Linked DNA regions of Mus musculus: region 2 is linked to region 1. Evidence: chromatin contacts called from public promoter capture Hi-C data. All regions are on one chromosome and are shown on one strand. Each heading gives the region's core, a stretch centred on a gene start, on an enhancer-like site or on the middle of the called end of the contact. The rest is flanking DNA. Distances are from core to core; before and after follow the strand shown.

Region 1 (4,408 bases), core at 1,541-4,040:
GAAAACCTTGAAGATAGCCTATATTCTGTAGTATCACATATTCAATCAAGACTCGTGTGTGTGTGTGTGTGTGTGTATACTCACTTGTAATGGGACATGTTAAGGTTAAGAGGCCCGAGAATGACATTAGAATGTCTTCCTCATATGTTCCTCCAGCTTTATTTCATTTTTGTTGTTTTTGTTTGGTTTGTTTTGGTTTTTTTTGTTTGTTTGTTTTGAGACAGGGTTTCTCTGTGTAGCCCTGGCTGTCCTGGAACTCACTCTGTAGACCAGGCTGGCCTCGAACTCAGAAATCTGCCTGCCTCTGCCTCCCGAGTGCTGGGATTAAAGGCTCGTGCCACCATCTCCCAGCGAAACACAGTTTTCTTCGGAAAAACCATACTTACTTCATGATGTATTAACTGTTTCAACTTCTGTGCTATGAAGACAGAGCTCAGTTGCTTGTGTAGCATCGAGTATGGGTGACCTGCCCTTTTTAGAAAGTTTGCCTTGACCCCATTCTCTGAGGAGCAGTTGATGATGAAAGGCATCCCAGAGAGGCAGGTGGAGATGGAGGACAAGATGCCTAGCTGACTAAGTACTGTGCTAGGAGGGGAATTACTCATGAAGTTCAGAACAAGTCCAGGCTAGGGATATCAATTCCAGAGTTGTCATTTTGAACATGATTATTTAGAAGATGATTTAAGTGGAGACTTTTAAAATAAGGCCCAAGGCAGAACACTATTTACAGGTCAAGAAGAGGATCTAGGCAGATGCAGGAGGCCTATAACTCAGGGAAAAAAATGAATATGGTTTCCAAGAAGCCAGGAGAAGACCATTTTAGGGAGGGAATGACCAGCGGGGACATAAGATGCCACAGAGGATGTCAGTTCAGGGGGCTGTGTTTTGGGACTATGGCTGCACATAGAAGCTTACAGGAAGACTGAGTCTAAGGTTAGGAAAACAAGTAGTTTAAGTATGCATAAATGCATTCACATCATGCACATATTGTCTTCCTTTAGGGTCTGAGAACAGGTATGGAATTAGAATCTGTACCCTATGTTCAGAGATAAGGTTTGGGAACATGAACTTGATTTTTGATCAAAACATTTTTGGTGGAATTACAGAACATAAACTGGGCTGGACATAGTTCAGGCTTTAACGACATTGGCTCATGACCAAAACACATAAAAATATTTAGTTAACAGGAACATGAACAATGGCTGACTAGAACTCGTACAAGGAAAAGGGTGGAAAACAAAACCCAGAGATAGTCAGTGCCAACATTTTCCTCGAGTTTTGCTGAAAAGTGACAGACTGGGAGGTGAAGCAGAGATGGCTGTAGACAAACAAGGGCCCTGGGCAAACATGGGAGAACCATGTAACACTCTGCACTGGGGTAGTAGAAGGAGAAAACTGGTGATGTGGAGGGGAGACATCCCAGGCATCGGTGAGTTGTATGGCACCTGAAGCAGTGAGAAGAGGGGGGCTGCCCTCTCCACTGCAGCCACTTGTCTGAAGTACCAAGATGAAAGACCATGCTGCTCGCACACATGAAAGCAGGCTGGTAGACAGAAGTTCTCTTGTTGGCTTGCATTTTCTTGGTGAAATGGAAAGCAAGACCATCAAAGAGAATATGGGAGAGTGGAGGGGAGTGAAGGGGTCCCCCAGAAGAGCGACTGGGGGAGGAGTTCAGTTTTGTACCTCTTATGGAAGCTTCTTGGAGCAGAGCAGTTTGGGTATTTGGGCAGACTCAGAGCATGCTGTTGGTTGGGATCTGAAAGAATCCGGAAGTCTCCGAGAGAAGCCCCTGTAGAATTCTCCTAAGTGGTTTCTTGGAATTCTACTTGTTTGAGTCATTTTCCTGAAAAAAACCAGTATGGTCATGGGAGGCATACCTTTTCTTTAACTCTTTCAGCAAAGACAGAAGAAAAAAAAAAGCAATAAATTACTCCTAATGGAAGGAAACAAGCCTCCTGGATGGAGTTCAAGGTACAAGGTACTTCCTAAGGAAACCTTTGTGTAGTTTTTGCAGGGTGGAGGGTATTAAAAACTCACATGGGTTTATGTAGTATTCAAAAGACAAAATCATCACCTTGGGTGCTGTAAATCTTTTGCCTACAACGCTCTGCATAGAGCTGCCCTTCCAACCTCTCCAGCCTGCACTGTTCACTCTGCAAGGCTCTTCTGGACCTCGCCTGGAATGTGCACACAGACTTTTTCTTCTGCCTCATTTTCTATTCCTCCCTCCCTTCCTTGCCAGTAAACGTTTCTGCTACGTGTTCAGAACCCGCTGTACACTAACTCCCCAAGTCCCAATCGTCTGTGAAAATCCCCATGACTTGTTAGAAGTGGGCTCGTTTGCCTCTCTACATTTAGTGCCGGATGGAAGTAGGCTCGCGACAGTTGTTCTAATGCAGGCACCGTCAGGGTGCGTTGTGTGGAAAGGCAGCTGGCTAGGACGTGAAGCCAAGCGGCCCGGCCTAAGAGGGAGACAAGCAGGCACCGGGAGAAGGCGGCGGTGCGGGGCGAGAGCACGAGATGATTTGGCCCGCAGCCTGAGGGAAGGCGGATGGGAGGTGAGAGTGTCCACCGGCTATTGCGGGACCAGGCAAAGGCCCTCAGGGTTCCGGTTAGATGCGAGTCACCAGCATCCTCTAGACCTCGGGCGAGGAAGCCCACAGAACCCACAACTCCCGAGACCCACCCGCAGTAGCCACTCAACAAGCTGCGGCGAGACGTCCCGCGCATGCGCGCCCTAGCCCCACCCTCCCCTGGGCCCGCCTCTCCCCGCCCTCTGCGTGCGCACCGCCTAGAGCCCGCCTCTCAGAAAGACGGCTGGCGCATGCGGCCCGGCCGAGCACTGGCTGCCCGAGGCTCACCACGCGCGCGCCGGCCTTGCTGTGGCTGACACGAGACTCCGAAGCCGGCCTCAGGTAGGCAGACTTCAGGGATCCCGGTGGAACGGCTCCCGGGTGCAAGAGCCTGTGGCGCCGACAGAGCCCGGCGCGGACGGCCACGCCGCCGGGGCGATAAACGTCTCTTCTCACCAATCAGGGGAGAGCTGGCCCGGCGTTCTGCCCAATGGGCTGCATCTCTAACGGGAGTGGGGCGGGCAGTCCCGGAACGCGAGCTGCCGGCTCCCGCGCGCGGGCCGCGTGGCCCGGCTAAGGAAAGGGGCCGAGTCCGGCGACGCGGGCAGCCGGGCTTGGTGAGGTAGAGAGCGCGGTGTGCCGCCGCGGAGGGGTCTCCCAGAGCCCCAGCCTGTGATGGGGCCCGACTGGCGGCCTTGAGCTCCTCCCGGCGCTGCCCGGCGCGCGGGAGGAAGGGGCTTGTAGGTTCGCTGGGCCTCACGGCCCAGGCTACCCAGCTGCTGTCTCTCTTTCCAGCCCAGCGCGAAGATGCTGGCGTTCTTGAGGCCACTACGTCAGCGTGGCTGCCTTACGTCCACACTCATTATTTTAAATCCTCAGCAGCCGGGTGACGCGGGTGGGTGCTGCTGTGGTTCTCGTCCCACTTTTTACGGCGGTGCGAACCCGGGCATCAGGCACTTCGGGGCTAGATTTAGATTTCAGCACATCTGCGGTGGATCCTGAGCCTGATTTTCACCAACTTCATTTTTTTTTTTTTTTAACAAAAGCTTTCACATTTTTCATTCGTGAATTTATCTGGTGCCCCTTGCTCTATATTATAGCTCCTGTACTTGAAAAACCTTTTGTGTCTTGTCATCTTCAGAAAAAAAAGTGCAGCGTGGACATTCAACTTTGCCCATGGACTGGCCCCTGGCCATCCCTTTGCCCTAATCTTTTTTTCTTGGTGCATCCTGTGGGCTCACCTGCTTGTTCATGCTTTGCCTGATTCCTAGCTCATTTCAGTCAGTCAGCCTTACGGGCCCATTACAAGGCAGGTTTTCAAAAGGAGCTCCTGGATCCTCCCTCAGTCCAGGTCATCTCTCCCGGAGATACTTAAGTTGGACCCACATTTGACTTAAGTTTGTGGTACCCCCAGCATGTGAGTAGCTCTCCCATAATAGGTAGTTTGTAAACGTTAGGGAATGGGTCCTCTCCAACTGGCTCTTTGTGGCTTTTGGAATATTTTTTTGCCAGTCACTCTGGGAGACTGCCAGAATCTTAGTGTCTGTCTGTCTGTCTGTCTGTCTGTCTGAGTCTCAATCTCTCTCTCTCTCAGAAACACACACGCACATACACACAGAGAGATCTGAATAAAGTTGGGACAAGATGAGGTGATCCCGTGACAACCTGTTCTGAACTGAGGAATCTGTAGGAACATCAGAAATTGACTCAGTGAGTCTAGGCTGTAGTCTTAGTAAGAAATGCCAGGATGCCAGGTTTGGACTTATCTAAAATACTAAAATATAGCCAAGTTTGATAAATGCATTAATAAGAAGGAACCATATAATTATGAGGTG
Region 2 (4,489 bases), core at 1,846-4,345, 640 kb before region 1:
ATTATTAGAGAATACATAGCATTTATTTATGTATACTTTGTCACAGGATATAAGAAAGGAAAAACAGAGGACATTGTATCATCAACAATAACAGTTGCAACATCTCAACCAATTATGATGTATCAGGAATCATATTAACACTTTCTATGAATCTACTATCTGATCTTACTCTTATAACCCTATGTTCAGAAGTTCCCATGACCTCACCTACAGCTAACACAAGCACAGCACACATTTACCAATGCTTGAAAACACACCAAGCTGGGATTGTAGTTTAGTTAGTCGAGCACTTACCACATGGATGTGAAACCCTGGGTTCGATCCCCAGCGCTACAGTACTGGGACATGAGCATCCATGCCCTTGTAATCCTAACACTAGGGAGGATGCAGCCTCCCTTGGCTACAGAGTAAGCTTGATTCCATCCTGGGCTACATGGAACTCTGTCTCAAAAAACAAAAACTAAGAAGCAACATAAACACCCCACACACACCAAGTTCTTAGTAACCCCTTTCATAGTTATATGGCATATGAGTAAGCTTTCAATCAGGTCCTCTCCCTAATTCTCTGAAATAACTGCAACTCGCACAAACACTGCATATTGGGACCAGTTTATTTCATGTCTAGCATCTTCCTGGACCCACAAGCATTTTATCTGTGATCCACTACTATAATGGGGCTAATTTCAGAGATGAGCTGGAGCTTTCTGTTTCCAATGTTTGAGTAGCTCACAAAGTCTCTTAAGCATACCCAGGCCCAAAGTCTGTTGTCTTAAAAACAAATTCCTCTAGAGGTCAGTTCTGATAAACTCCTTGGTCAAGCTAACTGTACCTTGGGAGAGTTAATTATCAAAACAGATGGGCACTGAGTCTCAGGGAGGTAAAAATAGATAATAGATAAATGGATAGATGGATGGATGGATGGATGGATGGATGGATGGACAGAAGAACAGAAAGATAGACTAGATAGATAGATAGATAGATAGACAGACAGACAATTTTTAAGAAACATCTTGACCATTCAACAGTGCCCTAGAGTCTCCCTGTATCTTATCTAGTATGCATTCTCTCCTTTCTCACTTTGTAACAACTTGAACAAGGCTTTTTCCCCCTAAGAAGCTTGATGATTGTCCTTTTATTGCTGTGATCCATTCAATATCCAAAATTGACTTGGAGAAGAAAGGGTTTGTGTGGCTTACATGTCCCAGTCCCAGGTGATCATTGAGGGATCTATTCCTGCACAAACATGACCAAGAAGCAGTTGGGGAGGAAAGGGTTTATTCAGCTTACATTTCCACATTGCTGTTCATCACTGAAAGAAGTCACGACTGGACCTCAAGCAGGTCAGGGAGCAGGAGCAGGAGCAGATGCAGATGCAGATGCAGATGCAGATGCAGATGCAGAGGCCATGGAGGGATGTTACTTACTGGCTTGCTTCCCCTGGCTTACTCAGCCTGTTCTCTTATAGAACCAAGACTACCAGCCCAGAGATGGCACCACCCATAAGGGGACCTCCCCCCTTGATCACTAATTGAGAAAATGCTTTGCAGCTGGGTCTCATGGAAGCATTTCCCCAACTGAAGCTCCTTTCTCTGTGATAGCTCCAGCCTGTGTCAAGTTGACACAAAATTAGCCAGTACAGATGCCATAGCAGTAACTCAAGCAGGAGCAGAGGCAGGAACTGTGGGGAAAACGCTTCTCACTGATTTGCTTCTATGCTCAGATGCTGTCCCTTGCTTATCCCTCCCAGTACCATCTGCCCAGGGGTAATACCACCCACAGTGGGCTGGGCCATCCCACGTCAGTCAACAAACAAAACATGTCATGGACATGCCTACAGGGATCAGTGGGATGGAGGCACCTCTCAGTTGAGGTTCCCTCCTCCCAAGTGACTCTGGTTTTGTATTAAAGTCACAAACAACTGACCAATCAGCACAATGGCTCATATTTCATGGAGGGGAAAGCAACATTTAGGTCATAACTCTCAAATCTCCCATTATCAAATTATACATTTACCTTCATCTAGACCCATTGTTTATAGAGTTCCTCCAGTTGAAGTGAGGGTATCCCTCATTTGTATACTAGACCAAACATCTTATGTTCTGGATTTTATATATATATATATATATATATGTATATATATATATATACATATATATATATATATATAATGTATGTGTATATACACACACACACACACACATATACATATACACACACACATATATACATATTTTTTTCTTGTTTTCACCACTTCATCTACTGGGCTCCAGCCACACCATTTTGCCATTCTCCCTTTTCTTCTCTGTTCTTCTTTGCATTTCTTTCTTGTCCCCTCCCACTAATACCTGGAACTCATGATCCTCCTGTCTCAGTCTCTCAAGTGCTGGATTACAGTGGCTTTGCCTTGGCTGTCCTGGAACTCGCTCTATATACCAGTCTGGCTTCTAACCCACAGAGATCCAGCCTGTCTCTGCACACCTCCAGTCGCAGCACTTGGGAGGCAGAGGCAGGTGAACTTTTAAGTTTGAGGCCAGCCTGATCTGCAATGTGAGTTACAGGACAGCTAGTCCTACACAGGGAATCCTTGTCTTGAAAACAACTTTTTAAAAGTCCCCCCCCCCCCCTTTTTAGTAGAATCGTCTCAACGCCATATATTTTGACCAATCCTTTTTCCAGCGACTAGTAATGCCATTCCCATTTTAAACCAAATTCCCTTCAGTTTGTTTTCAGGTCGGCCTAACAATCTTTATTTTCCTCCAACCGGGGATGCTTTTCTCCGAGCTTCTTTCTGGGCTGCCTTTCCCTTGCTCTTCGGTTCGCTGCTCCGCAGACATCTCTCTCATATCTCCATTGTCTCTAGGCCCTTTGCGCTCCTCGACTCTGAAGGGCCTGTAGAACCCAGGGCCGCTAGAATCTCGCCGTTGCTAGGCTGTTGCTAGGGCGGTTGCGGTGGAGACTTCTGAGAGGACCAACATTCGGCGTCCTAGTGACGGATAAAGTTGGCGCCAGCGTCGCCAGGGGGGTGCGTCACTAACACGGGCGATTGGGGGCGGGGCCAGGCGGAGTCACGTGGTTTGGTTGCCTACGCGCTGCTGGGCCGTGGGAAGATGGCGGACGGAAAGGGAGACGCCACGGCCGCCGCCGGGGCCGGGGCTGGGGCTGAGGCTCCGGCGGTGGCGGGAGCCGAAGTCGAGACTGAGTCCATGGCTCGGGGTCATCGCCCTGCATCTCCGGCGTCGGGAGCGCCGGGCCTACGACCGTGTCTCTGGCAGCTGGAGACCGAGCTGAGGGAGCAGGAGGTGTCCGAGGTCTCATCTTTGAGCTACTGCCGGAGCTTCTGCCAGGTGAGGGGTGGACTAGATGGCCGAGGGTGGAGGGGCGGGGAGGCCGGGAGAAGAGACTCGGGATCCGCCTCAACAGCCGGGGGCTTCGCGGGGAAAAACGCCACCCCCGTATCTCGCCGCGCCCCCGGGCCGGGCAGGCCCAGCTCTGCCGTAACCCGACTTCAGTCACTGCCCGGGCGGATTGCGCTGGGCGGTCCTGAGCCCAGAGAGCTCCCTGCAAGGGCTGTGCCCTGTCGCTGTTGCCTGGGTCCTGGCCGGGTGGTTGGAGCGCCACTGCCCCCCTGAGGGATCGATTGCCAGTTCCTGCAGGGAGATGCTTTTTTTTTTGAGTGGTGTGCTGATCTCCAAACTGAAAAACCTTGTTTTTCTGAACAATCAGGAGAGGTGGGCTCTGACCAGAGACTTATCTTTAAAGTCACATCTTTTGGCTTCCCTAAGATACGACGGTTGGTCTTGGATGGCGTCTGGAGCTTTCTGATTAGGGAATACTGAGCCGGTTGATTGGTTTTTGTGGGGTGTTTGTTTGTTTGTTTGTTTTTGCCACTGTGGGCGGGTGTGAAAAGATATGTTTATGCCATTCTTTGACCTGTTTTGTATTCATCTGCTGGTTGTACTACTAGGAATGGAGCCTGGTAGCTCTGTAATGGAGATTAGTCTGAGTGGAAGAGGTCGGGAGAGAGATATAGAGAATGGCCTCTTTGGCAGTCGGGTGATTGATCGTTTCTGTGCGGGTCCCAATCTGTGGGGCTACATGCTGACAGATGTGATTTTAAGTTTGGTCTCCGTGACCACGTTGCAGTTTTTTTTCTATGTTTTCGAGTGTCTTCCAAGTGTAAATGCTTGCCGTCATTGTTTCTGCATCTGGTACTTAGACTATCAGGTTTCTGCCATCCCTTTGCTCCTCATTTGGAGTACCTTAGAGAATAGAAAATAATCGAGGTATGTTGGTACGTGGACTCTTAATGAGCAATTGAGTGCTGAAAAGATTGTGGAGTTAGAAAGTTGTAGTTGGAGTAGTGAGCAATCTGCTTTGTTGGTCCTGGGCAGAATTAGTTGTCTCTGTTGAGTTCATTTGTATCCCACTCTTTGACCCAGAACTTCGTCTATTTGGAATTTTTCTCTGCTAATATTTTCTATACATTAGA

What was found. Promoter capture Hi-C pulls out the DNA fragments that hold promoters and counts their contacts.
Region 2: a contact with region 1 is called in a promoter capture Hi-C map of pre-B cells, with 5 times the contacts expected there. The contact joins the promoter of Rlf here to the promoter of Ctps in region 1. A contact is called at or near these places in 7 of 39 promoter capture datasets (the 3T3-L1 cell line, the HPC-7 cell line, cranial neural crest and 4 more), 3 of 484 Hi-C or Micro-C datasets (B cells, adipose-derived mesenchymal stem cells and pre-B cells), 2 of 115 datasets of contacts at active chromatin or transcription factors (memory CD8 T cells and thymic regulatory T cells) and 1 of 9 other capture datasets (adipose tissue).

What each region holds. Positions count from the first base shown.
Region 1 is chr4:120,568,658-120,573,065 of GRCm38.p6, reverse strand. Ctps (cytidine 5'-triphosphate synthase) reads left to right here and starts at 2,790. Exons shown (of 19, transcript NM_016748.2): 1 at 2,790-2,915.
Region 2 is chr4:121,213,690-121,218,178 of GRCm38.p6, reverse strand. Rlf (rearranged L-myc fusion sequence) reads left to right here and starts at 3,095. Exons shown (of 8, transcript NM_001346660.1): 1 at 3,095-3,344. The coding sequence starts at 3,108.